4 separate regions of the Mus musculus genome follow, and all the other regions are linked to region 1. The links are chromatin contacts, called in public Hi-C and HiChIP or PLAC-seq maps. All regions are on one chromosome and are shown on one strand. The core of a region is the stretch at or near the end of the contact, and the rest is flanking DNA. Distances in the headings are between cores, read along the strand shown. Region 1 holds the start of Mtcl1 (microtubule crosslinking factor 1). Region 2 has its middle 41 kb from the start of Gm20742. Region 3 has its middle 71 kb from the start of Gm20742. Region 4 has its middle 93 kb from the start of Gm20742.

Region 1 (2,751 bases), core at 66-2,565:
TTCTGACGGTTCGGGCTACGGAAGGCCATTCTGTCGTTAAGACCACGGACTTTGAGTACAATTTTCCTTTAACATTTCAAGTCTGTACTCTCCTCGTGCTTCGGGATGCAGTCACCCACACCATGCCCTCTGCCCCACCCTGCGGCTCTGGGATCTTTCTCAGCAAATAAGATCAACCAGAATCCTTCACTTTCCACTCCACAGCTTTAGGTCTAAGCCCTGTCCCACTTAACTGTGCTGTGAACTTCAAGACCAGCATCTTTCAGGAAACACACAGGATTTCCCCGCTGGCGTCTTCTTCTTGTTCATCCCTGCTCCCCAAATCCCGAATCTAGATAGAGGACAACTTAGACTTGTCCTCGGGGCGCTTATTGCCCAACATCCAAAGCCTGGGATATAAACCACACGGAACATCTGTCAAAAGCACTTTACAGTGGACGGGTGAGTCCTTCTCTTTGCTCAGTTAATCAGAATACATCTACATTCGGTTTTCTCTGATTCTACAGGTGAGGCGGGAATCGGAGACCCAAAAGGTCAAGTACCTTGCCCACGGAGCGGAACCCTCAGGCTCCTTGGTGCTCTAAGGCAAACGTGTACTGCTGAGACTCCGGTAGACCTAGGTTTGAATCCCCGCTCAGCCCCGGAGTTCAAACAAGCCACTTCACTTCCTCGTGCCCATGTCTCCTTCTGAAAACAGGATTTCGAATTCGGGACTGTCATCATGCGAGTAGAAGCAGTGCCTGGAGCAAGGTCGCCGGAACTATAAATGTGAGCTCCCTTTCAGACCCCGGCTTGACGAGCTGCTTCTCCGATTTCTACAGCGGCTCCTCCCTTTCAGAGCTGCCCAGGCCACTGGGGGTGCCAACTGTGGAGCGCTGTGTCGGTCCTGACGCTGCATCCGGTACCAGGAATCCTTAAAGAAGCTCTGGGGAGAGCGGTGGGCAGCGAAGCGAAGAGGGGAGGCAGGAGTCAGATAGAGGGGGCTGGGTGGAACAGAGAGAAGGCTGGCACCCACCGCAGAGGGGCCCTCTACCCCGCCTGCACCTGAAGTGTCCCCAAGTGGCCGATGCCCGCCCTCTTCCCTCCCTTCACCCCAGCTTCTTCCCTTCCTAGCCGGCTCAGGGTGGTAGCCCCAGTACATCCAAAGGCAAAGAGTGGTCCTCTGCTGCGTGGACGCGTGGGCACTCGGGCTCTGCGTCTCCCGCGTCCCCCGAGCTGCAGCCCCGCCTCCTGCCCGCCCCGCCCCCTCCCCGTCCCGCTAGCAGGAGGCGGGGCGTGCGCGTCGGGCTGGGGACGGAGGGGGACGCGCGTGCAGCAGCTTCTCTCCGCCGGAGCAGCCGAGCAGAAGCCGTGGCTGCCGATCCCCCGCGGACTGGCAGTGGGCGGGGAGCGGAACTCGGGAGCCGGGCGCGCGTCGCCAGACAAGTGTTTTTGTGCGAGGCCGCGGTGGCGGCCACTTCAGCTCTCTGAACGCACGGTGCAGGGGATGCGAGCGGCCGTGGCGGCTGTGCCAGGAGGATCCGAGCGCCGTTGACCTGAGCGAGGGGACACACTCCCCCGGGTCGGCTGAGTGCGGGGGAGGGGACGGCGGGAGCGCAGGGTGCACGCCGGGCGGGGCAGGGGGTCAGTGATGACCGGGCGCGCGGGGAGGCTGCACGCCGCCGCCGCCGCCCGGAGCATCTGCCGCCTGAGCTGCGGATCGCAGCCGCCGCCCGGGCCATGGAGACGCTGAACGGCCCCGCGGGCGGCGGCGCCCCGGACACCAAGCCGCAGCCAGCCGGCCAGCATCACCGCCACCACCACCTGCACCCGCTGGCCGAGAGGAGGCGGCTGCACCGCGCACCCTCGCCCGCCAGACCCTTCCTCAAGGACCTGCACACGCGGCCCGCCACGGCCACCCCCTCTGCGGGCCGTGCCCCGACTCCCGCGGCTCCTCGCTCGCCTAGCCTTGCCGGGAAGGCGCCGCCGTCGCCCGGGCCCCCGGCCGCGCCCGGTCGCCTCTCCCGACGCAGCGGTGTAGTCCCCGGCGCGAAGGACAAGCCGCCGCCGGGCGCCGGAGCCAGGTCGGCGGGCGGCGCTAAGGCCGTCCCGGGGACCAGGAGGGCGGCGCGCGCGGGGCCGGCGGAGCCACTGTCCCGGGTTGGGAGGCCGACTGGGGCCGAGCCACCGCCTGCCGTCGCGAAGGGTCGCAAAACCAAGCGCGGCCCCGGGACGCCTCCAGCTCGCGCCGTCGTGCCCCCGGCTCGCGCCTCCCGGGTCCCCGCCGTGACCCTCTCTGTGACCTCGGTGGCTGGCTGTCGTATCAACCACACGGACAGCAGCTCGGATCTCTCCGACTGCGCCTCCGAACCCTTGTCTGATGAGCAGCGCCTACTCCCCGCCGCCAGCAGCGACGCTGAGTCGGGCACCGGCTCCAGTGACCGGGAACCCATACGCGGAGCACCCACTCCGAGCTCCGGATCCCGCGGGCCGCCGCCGGGCAGCCCCGAGCCCCCTATCCTGCTCGCGGCGCCCCCTGTCGCCAGTGCCTGTCTCGGGGGCCGAAGCAGCCCAGGCGGGGCCTCCACAGGGTCCCCGGGACCCGGTTCTCAGGAGGATGTTGGGGGCCGAGCGCCACCGGAGCGGACGATTCTGGGGACCTCCAAGGAGCCTAGCCTGGGCGAACAGCCCCGGCTCTTGGTGGTGGCTGAGGAAGAGGAGTTGCTGAGGGAGATGGAGGAACTGCGCTCGGAGAACGACTACCTCAAGGTG
Region 2 (2,751 bases), core at 151-2,650, 220 kb after region 1:
CCTACGTTTAAAGAGAAATTCTTTAAAAAGAATTTCCAGAAGCTGGGCGTGGTGGCACACGCCTTTAATCCCAGCACTCGGGAGGCAGAGGCAGAGGCAGGCGGATTTCTGAGTTCGAGGCCAGCCTGGTCTACAAAGTGAGCTCCAGGACAGCCAGGCCTATACAGAGAAACCCTGTCTCGAAAAACAAAAAGAAAAAGAAAAAGAAAAAGAAAAAAAAAGAAGAAGAATTTCCAGAAGATTCGTGTTTTAGATCACTCTTCATACAACAATGCGTAGTTTATCTGGGTCCCCTACGCTGGCATGGACAAGCCTCGTGCTGTAGGAATACCCCAGACCGGCTTTAGGCAGAGGTCAGATGCCTCAGAGCGCCACTTCACTGGCAAACCCACGGCTTCCGCGTATTTCCCAGCAACCTCGGGCCAGGCTTCTGTGAGGACGGTGACGTTTGCGTGGCAATCCTATAAGGTTGGTGTGATTGTTCCCATCTGATAGCTGTAACGCACCCAGTGAGGTTGTGACAAAAAGCGATTGGTGAATTGCGTGGTGAGTGAGAAGCCAAAAGCGGCAGACGGGAGGCCAAAAGCAGGGGAAAGACTGATCACAAAACAGCGCTGCCCCCAAAGAAGGCACAGGGAGAGCGCACATACTCCTGTGGGGGTCGGCCCACTCCTAAGCATTCTCATTAAGGAGTACACGCCTGGGCTTGTTTAAGATCATAAAGCCCATGTTTAAAATACTAAAGCAAAAACGAGCATACCCCTGGGGCATGCTAGTTTGCCCCATAGAATTTTAGATGAAAATAAATGAAAAGCTACTTTGAAGGAGCATTAATAAGAGGGGTTTCACCAAAGGTGCCTACCTCACTCCGGGACAAAGAGTATCACACAGGTTCATTCCCTGTCAGGCAGGCCCGTTTACCTAACTTCCCCTGATTTCTTCTAAAGCGGTGTCTCTACTCTGAGCATTTTGTTTTGCCCTTTATTTAGATATATTATCTTTCTCTAAGGAAGATACTTAAACCCTGTAAAGGGATCGTTCCATTCCGTGTCATCTTTATTTGTACAGATTCTCACAGATTGATTATCTATTCAAGGGCTTCCATCCTCAGCATGCGTCCTTCTGTAAGGAACACGGTGTTGATATTCCTCAAGATGGAACTGGGATTCCCCAGGGTCTGAGAGAAACTCGGATGTTAAATATTAACCTGCAAACGTGTTTTCCCATGGAAGAGGGCAGCCAACAGGATACTGTCAAAGGATAAAGGCTGGGGGGGGGGGGGGGGGGATTGTCCAAGAGCTCCCTCTTGAGGCCAACCTAGAACAACCTAGAAGTAGGCAATAGGCGAGCTGGGTTAGTGTTCCTGGTAAACCGATTTCTAGGCAGGTCATAAAGTGAGTCTGCTCGTCCCGGGCTCAGGAGAGGTATCGCGGTGAACAGTGACTGGGTTACTGATTCCCCCAAAGCCCGTAGGATTCCAGTGCTGACAAAAATAGCAGGCTGCTCCAGTCTTCCCCATGCATATCACGAAGTATCAGACTCCTTGGCAGGGACTGAGCATGTCTGATCTTGGCAGGAACGGGGTTGGGGGTGAGAGGGTGGAACCAGGGGAGGCAGAACAGTGTGCGCATGGGTGGGTGGGGAAAAGGAAAGGGGTTGTTTGAGAGGTTTGGGGGAGAAGTTGGGTATTCTCAAGAAGAGCCGGACGAGACTAAGTCTGGCAGATAAAAATACAGAGAAATGTAGAGAAAGAAATATAAGACATGCACACAACAGTTCCCAAGATTGAATAACCATATGGGACGAACACGGGCCAGATAAGACAGATGGCTCCTGGCCGGTGAACGGGGGTGGGGGTGGGGGTGGGGGTGGGGGTGAGTGACGGGCACGGGGTTTCAGACTCTGGCTAGCAAGGGCCCTTGACAGCTCCGCTCACAGTGCGCAGGTCGGTGTCTTGAGTTTAGGAAGGAGAAGAGAAAAACCCGAGATTTTGGGGGTTTATTTTTGTATGTGTGTGAGAGGACGTGGGAGCCAGATAAAAGCACAGCGTGGGACAGCAGTAATGGGACAGCAGTAAGGGGCAGCCTCTCACTTCCCATCGGGCGGGCTATCTGCGCAGGTCTGGGCACACAACAGTTGTCACTCCTGACCCTCCCGCTGGGAAAGACAGTGCTGGCAGAAACCTCCTGTCCAGCTGGCTGAGGAGCCACCCAAATGTCCAGGAAGGAGGACCAGCTGGTTGGCTGTACCGGGACCAGAATGATGAGCCCCACAACCTGACCTTGTCACCACCGTACACTCTCATCAGGTTATAGCTCTCTTTTTATTACTTGTGGAGGAAGTATAAAAAACAAAAACAAAAACCGAATTTCTGATGGCTGAGAAGGTGTAGAGGAGCCATCTGCCTCCGGATTACATAAATCCGCACTTCTGGTCTCACCACCGCCCTATCCGTTTGATGAGGAGGTCCAGAATGTCCATCTTTCTCTGGGAATCTAGAGCCTGTACCTTGTGGGTGGGCGGATGGGGGGGGGCAGATATGAACGGTTTCAAAGATGATTCCTCAACTTCTACAGGTCCCACAGACTGGCAAGACCATAATCTGTTCCTTGGGGGTCCTTCAGGGGCCATGGATGTACTAGTCAATACTGTTCCCATCGAATCTTAAGTGTGTGCTGGTGTCTGTTTCTAATTATGCTTGGGGCACTAATCTTACATCACAGTGTGTGTGTTTTTACATGTGTGTGTTAC
Region 3 (2,751 bases), core at 167-2,666, 190 kb after region 1:
CTCCATTGTCCCTGCAGTTCTTTTAGACAGGAACAATTCTGGGTCAGAGTTTTTGACTGTGGGATGGCAACCCCATTCCTCCACTTGATGCCCTGTCTTTCTACTGAAGATGGACTCTACAAGTTCCCTCTCCCCACTGTTGGGCATTTCATCTAAGGCATTTGAGTCCTGAGAGTCTCTCACCTCCCAGGTCTCTGGAACATTCTAGAGAGCGCCCCCCCCCCCCACCTCCTACCTCCTGAGGTTGCCTGTTTCCATTCTTTCTGCTGGCCTTCAGGGCTTCACTCCTGTTTCTCCTTCCTATCCCTCAATACCTGATCATGTTCTATTAATTTTTAACCTGAAACCAATTTCAAAAGGATATTTGTTTTAAGATGACTTTTAAGTTGTTGTACAGGTATTGGATCTCATCCCATCTAGGCAGGTAAACATAGGCGGTGGGGATCCTACTGTCCTGGGCATGTTCCCGAAGGAGCTACACGTCCTTAAGGCTTTACTTGGGCACCCCTGCTTTGCTCTTTGTACAGTGTTGCACAGCAAAGCCTCACTTGGTAATACGGCTCACTGAAGACTCTACTCCTCGAGGGACATAGAGGAGGATTCAGATTTTCAATATAATTTTTTTCTCCTTCCTTCCTTCCTTCCTTCCTTCCTTCCTTCCTTCCTTCCTCCCTCCCTCCCTCCCTCCTTTTGTCCCTCCCTCCCTCCTTTTCTTCTTCCCTTCTTCCCTTCCTTCCTTCCTTCCTTCTTTCCTCCCTTTCTCAATTCCTTAATTCCTTCTTCCTTCCTTCCTCCCTCCCTCCCTCCCTCCCTCCCTCCCTCCCTCCCTCCCTTCCTTCCTTCCTTCCTTCCTTCCTTCCTTCCCTGACACAGGTTGTCACTATGTAGCCCATGCTAACCTGGAACTCATTAAATAGACCAGGCTGTCTTGGAACTTACAGAGTTGCCTCTCTTCTCCAGTGCTAGGAGTTAAAAGGTGTTCACCTCTACCTCATTCCAGAAAAGAGTTTTCTTGAGAATTCTTTGCAGCTAATAATCACTCCTTTCTGTGCCTACAGCTCCTCTTCTCTGTTCCCATGTCTGACTCAGTTCCCTTCTTAAGACATGCGTGCCCAAATGCTCTTTGTACTGACCAGTTCAAGACTAAAGAAAAAGTACTTAAATCCGTTGTCTGTGCTTCTTCCAACCCAGAGAGAGTGAGCGTTAACACACACGTGCCAAGCCGCAGAGCCTTTGTAACGCTGGGGTCAACCACAGTTTGAAGCCTCTTATTGATAAGTTTCCTTGGTCCCCTGAAGGACCTTGGCCCACAGCTTAGAGGAAGTGCTACCATTTGTATCACAGGTTCAGTCTAGGTGGAGTGTAAAGGGTATGAGAGCAGAGTGCTTTACTGGGTAGACATCCCAGGCTGAAGTGACCCTGGGCAAAGTCTCTCCACACTCCTTTCTCTGCCTCCTTGTGGAGACATGAGCAAGGGACTGCATTAGCTACTTTTGCATCACTGCAATCAAACTAGCTGATGGGAACAAGGAGGAAGCAATGGTTTCAGGAGGAATCTGTCTGTCCTAGTAGGTAGACTCAGTAGAACCACTTATCTGTAGAGGTGCGCATATAAAGTGGCGACTAGGAATCTGGGAAAGTGGCAGGAATAGGAGAAAGGGGGTGGCCATCAGAGCCCCCCCCCACCCGAGACTACTGCCACCTAGGCCTTACCTAGACCTTATCAAAGGTTTCATACCCTCCCATACACACACCCACACCCCAGAGAGCACAACCAGTCAGGAAACTGCCCCAAACATGAAACCTGTGGGAGAAATCTCAGATTCAAACACATAACAGAGACGAGACAAAGCCAGATCATATATAAAACCAAGAAGGCTCCTGATTTGTCAGCAACCAGCCCAGGAACACCATGCTACTCATTATCTACAGTAACCAGGCCAGGAGGCCAAACCTGCTTGGCTGAGTCAGACTCCCAGGACGCCATACGGTTATCTCCAGCAAATGATTGTCCAAAGGTTCAACACTTGAATAACAGCTGATGTGGTCTCTGATTTTTGTTCCTGTTTCCAATTAGGGCCAATCAGGAAATGTCAAATATGGACTTCTAATCAGTCACATGGGATGCCCTGTGTTTAGCTAACCCACCTATTTATTCACAGCACCAGGCTCTAGTCAGAGCTCAGCTTCAGGCTTCCCTTCCCCACTGCAAAGCTTGTCTGATTTTCTGCTTGGTTTTGAGTCTCTGCCATACAAAAGTGGTGACTGGATCCCTTGCAAGCTCGACTAAACAGTCTGGTTTTCTCTAATTGAATTGGTTTCCACTGACTTTTACGTGGACCTAATGTTTTTTGGTTGCTACCCAAAATTCATTTGCTCAACAAATATTTATGGAGAAGCTAATTAATACTATTATGTTAGATGCCAGAAATCTGGGTTGAGTTTCCAGACTAGTGAGGGTTGAGTTTCCAGACTAGTGAGGGAGAGTAGCATTAATTGCATAATTACATCAACAGATATAACATCTCAACTATCAGGAGAAGCAGCGTGCTGTGTGCTATGAGGACCTAAAGCACTTGTTCAGAGCCAATTTCTTTGAGGAATTTGCAACTACCCTGAGATCTGGAGAAGGACAAGATTGTAACAGGCAACAGAGAAGAAAGACTACAAAGACCCAAGTCAAGGTCATGGGCATTATGGATGAAACCAAAGCCTGAAGAAAGGTGAGCCTGGTTGGAGGTCATAGAGCCC
Region 4 (2,751 bases), core at 171-2,670, 160 kb after region 1:
ATCATCCAGGTGTTCAGGGGCACATAGGCAACAGTAGGTAAGGGAAGAACTTTACATATATAAGATTAAATCTCATGTCTGGTAATAAAGAATGTTGCTGGCTCACGAGGGTCTGTAGTTTTAGTTTTAGGGGATTCAAAACCCTCTATTGACCTCCTCAGACACCAGGCATATACATGCTACATGTACATACATGCAGGCCAATACTCACATACACACATAAAAATAATAAATATTTTTTTAAACGAATATTGCTGACTTTCACCAGGTTTCGGGAAGATATCCTGGACCCGTTGGCCTTTCCCGGGCACCAAGAATATCTTTGTCACTCAACGGTGACAAATGACATTGGTCATGCTGCTGAGGTGACTCATGGCGGGGCTTCTCTGCAGTTTACACTAAGCGATGACTCCCAGTGGGAGAAGGTTTCACAGAAACACCAACCTTGTGATTAGAGTTGGAGCTTTGAGTCAGGAGACACCTGCTCCAACCTCAGGGTAGGGAAGGGAAGCTAAGATTTGGTTTAACAAACTCTGGGCATCTGCTTCAGTGCTTTTCAATAAGTGACAGAACTCTACATATTATTCCACACTGATATCCCAGGATGCATCCTGATTCCACTGAAAGAAAGCCCTGGAAACTTTGCATTTAGAGTTCTCCTCCTCAGCCTTCTCTCGGCTGGTTGTGATTTATATCTCTTTTTTTCCTGTAGTAAAAACAAAGTTCCAAAATGACACAGCTCTTCTCGGAGTTCTGTTCACGGTGCTAGTGAGTTGTTGCACCTCAATGGGTTGTGGGAACCCCTGTACCCAAGTCCAGGTGGTTAGAAGTAAGGGTGGCCCCAACACCTTTGAATGGAAGGCTGGTGTCTGTGGTGTGCACTGTGGGTGCCGGAGCCCTTACCGGGAAGTCTATCCAAACTCTAGTCGAGAGCACTGTCAGTGTCCTTCTCTTGGCCTGTGAGGTTTCTGACAAGATTCATGGAAAGTTATACATCTATAACTGATAGAGGAGAAAGCCTACAAGCAGTCATTGGTTGTCTGCTAGTAAGAGACTCCTGGGTGAAGGGTTCATTCTCTGCTCATGTCCCCATAATTTTCTCCATCTTTCTATCCTGCTTCAGGCTCAGGAGCTGGTGATTTATTTATTTTATTGTGTGTGTTTAGCGTGTGCACGTGTATTAGTTAAAACACCACGACCAAGGCAATTTATAGAAGAGAGTGTATTTCGGCTTATGGTTCTGTAGAGATAAGGAGTCCATGATGGCAGAACACAGGCATGGCGGCTGGAGTGGGTCGGACCTTCTAACTGCACCACGGACCAGGAAATAGTCTTTAAAGTCTCCAATCCCCCTACAGTGATGCATCTCCTCCAACAAAGCCACACCTCCAATCATCCCGAAACACCACCACCGTCTGGCGACTAAGCGTTCAAATGCACAAGTTGATGGGAGACATTTCTTATTCAAACCACCAGAGCGACTGTGTGTGAGGCCTGACCTTGGTGTCCGGTGACCTCTGTGATCACTTTATTTATTGAGATAAAGTCTCTCACTGAACCTAGAGCTCACCAACCAGATCACTGTAGTTAAAGAGCTTCCCAAAGCACCCCTTGTCTCTGCCTTTTAAGTTCTGAGATTACTAGGGGCCCGCCGTACCTGCCTGTTTCTTACACGGGTTCTGGGAATCCTTGACAAGTGCTTTATCCGTCTTCTAAGCCCCCTCTGTAGTATATTTTTTAAAGGGCTAATAATTTGTTGACATTAGAGTCTAAGTTTTATGTGTAATCTCCCAAGAAGCTGTGTCTAAAGGCCAATACAAATTGGGACTATTTCTCTTTTAAAAAATCTCAATAATGACGCTATTGCTACACCTGCCCGTGACCAGGAACTGCATCCGATGCCCGTGCCCAACAAAGCTTTCTTTATGATATCTTGGATACATAGAGAGCACACAGCCCAGGGCACCAGGACTCCACTCAAAGGCACATCCCTGTGTGTTAGGAAGACAGACCAGAGGACTTCCAACTAGCCCCTACCTCCTAAAGACTCCTCCATTTCCTCCCATTGCCACGGGGCAGGAACCAGGCTTCGAACACACAGCCTTTAGGGAACACTGGATCAAACTTATCAGTACTCTTCTGAGACATTGACTATGTGAATGAGCCCAGGCCTTCAGATTATATGAAGTATTTACTGGTGAAATTCGCTGTTGACGCAGCCACTGGTACTTAGAGTATTCCAGGACAGCAAGCGCTGCCCAGGAGTTGATGTGATGGACATGGAGGTGCGGGAGGGAGGCAAGGCTGTCACAAAACGCATGCTCTTTATTTTAAAAACACGCACAGGGGCATTCATCTGTTTCCAAAATTCAATCTTCTGTGCTGACAGCATTTTCCCATCCCTAGCTCCCGGTGTAGGATAATGTGTTTGTACCTGGCAAGGACTGCGCAGATAGTAGAGAATGTAGCATAGTGAGGTATGTGCAATGTCTGTGTGATGACTCATAGCTATGAGTTAGATTTAACTTAAGTAGTGCATTCATCCTTTGTTGCCACAATTTGCCGATACTTGCTGAATAGCACATAGACCCTAACTCTGTAACACCGCTCCCGGATAAACATTTGGAGGGGCGGTAAATGTAACGGGGGGTGGGGGGAGGCTGTGACTGTTTTGTGCTGGGTGTTTGCAAAATGCTCTCACAGGCAGCTCACTGACTCCTTGAAGTGACTTTTTTGATGCATTAAGCTTGG

The links. Hi-C and Micro-C count contacts between places; a contact is called where the count stands out from the background. HiChIP or PLAC-seq counts read pairs in DNA pulled down with a chosen protein or histone mark.
Region 2: a contact with region 1 is called in a Hi-C map of muscle stem cells, with 8 times the contacts expected there. The contact joins the enhancer-like site here to the promoter of Mtcl1 in region 1. A contact is called at or near these places in 29 of 39 promoter capture datasets (the 3T3-L1 cell line, 3T3-L1-derived adipocytes, the C10 cell line and 17 more), 11 of 15 datasets of contacts at CTCF or cohesin (CD8 T cells, the NIH/3T3 cell line, embryonic stem cells and 4 more), 217 of 484 Hi-C or Micro-C datasets (the 3T3-L1 cell line, 3T3-L1-derived adipocytes, the 63-12 cell line and 107 more), 65 of 115 datasets of contacts at active chromatin or transcription factors (the 230-238 cell line, the HL-1 cell line, the NIH/3T3 cell line and 39 more) and 5 of 9 other capture datasets (adipose tissue, embryonic stem cells, liver and 2 more).
Region 3: a contact with region 1 is called in an HNF4G HiChIP or PLAC-seq map of pancreatic cancer cells. The contact joins the enhancer-like site here to the promoter of Mtcl1 in region 1. A contact is called at or near these places in 11 of 39 promoter capture datasets (3T3-L1-derived adipocytes, the C10 cell line, the HPC-7 cell line and 8 more), 1 of 15 datasets of contacts at CTCF or cohesin (the NIH/3T3 cell line), 9 of 484 Hi-C or Micro-C datasets (cerebellar granule neurons, cerebral cortex, cortical neurons and 4 more), 22 of 115 datasets of contacts at active chromatin or transcription factors (the 230-238 cell line, VIP interneurons, bone marrow-derived macrophages and 14 more) and 4 of 9 other capture datasets (adipose tissue, liver, macrophages and 1 more).
Region 4: an H3K4me3 HiChIP or PLAC-seq map of embryonic stem cells shows a contact between it and region 1, with 44 read pairs. The contact joins the enhancer-like site here to the promoter of Mtcl1 in region 1. A contact is called at or near these places in 11 of 39 promoter capture datasets (3T3-L1-derived adipocytes, the HPC-7 cell line, cranial neural crest and 4 more), 2 of 15 datasets of contacts at CTCF or cohesin (the NIH/3T3 cell line and embryonic stem cells), 6 of 484 Hi-C or Micro-C datasets (cerebellar granule neurons, cortical neurons, embryonic stem cells and 3 more), 17 of 115 datasets of contacts at active chromatin or transcription factors (SST interneurons, craniofacial prominence, embryonic basal ganglia and 11 more) and 3 of 9 other capture datasets (adipose tissue, liver and pancreatic islet).

Annotation. Positions count from the first base shown.
Region 1 is chr17:66,448,314-66,451,064 of GRCm38.p6, reverse strand. It overlaps Mtcl1 (microtubule crosslinking factor 1), which reads left to right and starts at 1,315. Exons shown (of 14, transcript NM_172963.4): 1 at 1,315-2,748. The coding sequence starts at 1,720.
Region 2 is chr17:66,232,365-66,235,115 of GRCm38.p6, reverse strand. No RefSeq gene overlaps it. Among named protein-coding and RNA genes, the nearest start is that of Gm20742, 41 kb to the right of the region's middle. Within about 2 kb of position 1,400, at least 36 of the 459 cell types and tissues checked have an H3K27ac peak or open chromatin away from gene starts, as enhancers often do. A contact at or near this core is called in 8-cell embryo, the AtT-20 cell line, PVALB interneurons and 11 more, where this site is marked.
Region 3 is chr17:66,262,241-66,264,991 of GRCm38.p6, reverse strand. No RefSeq gene overlaps it. Among named protein-coding and RNA genes, the nearest start is that of Gm20742, 71 kb to the right of the region's middle. Within about 2 kb of position 1,416, at least 17 of the 459 cell types and tissues checked have an H3K27ac peak or open chromatin away from gene starts, as enhancers often do. A contact at or near this core is called in pancreatic cancer cells and pancreatic islet, where this site is marked.
Region 4 is chr17:66,284,155-66,286,905 of GRCm38.p6, reverse strand. No RefSeq gene overlaps it. Among named protein-coding and RNA genes, the nearest start is that of Gm20742, 93 kb to the right of the region's middle. Within about 2 kb of position 1,420, at least 8 of the 459 cell types and tissues checked have an H3K27ac peak or open chromatin away from gene starts, as enhancers often do. A contact at or near this core is called in embryonic stem cells and pancreatic cancer cells, where this site is marked.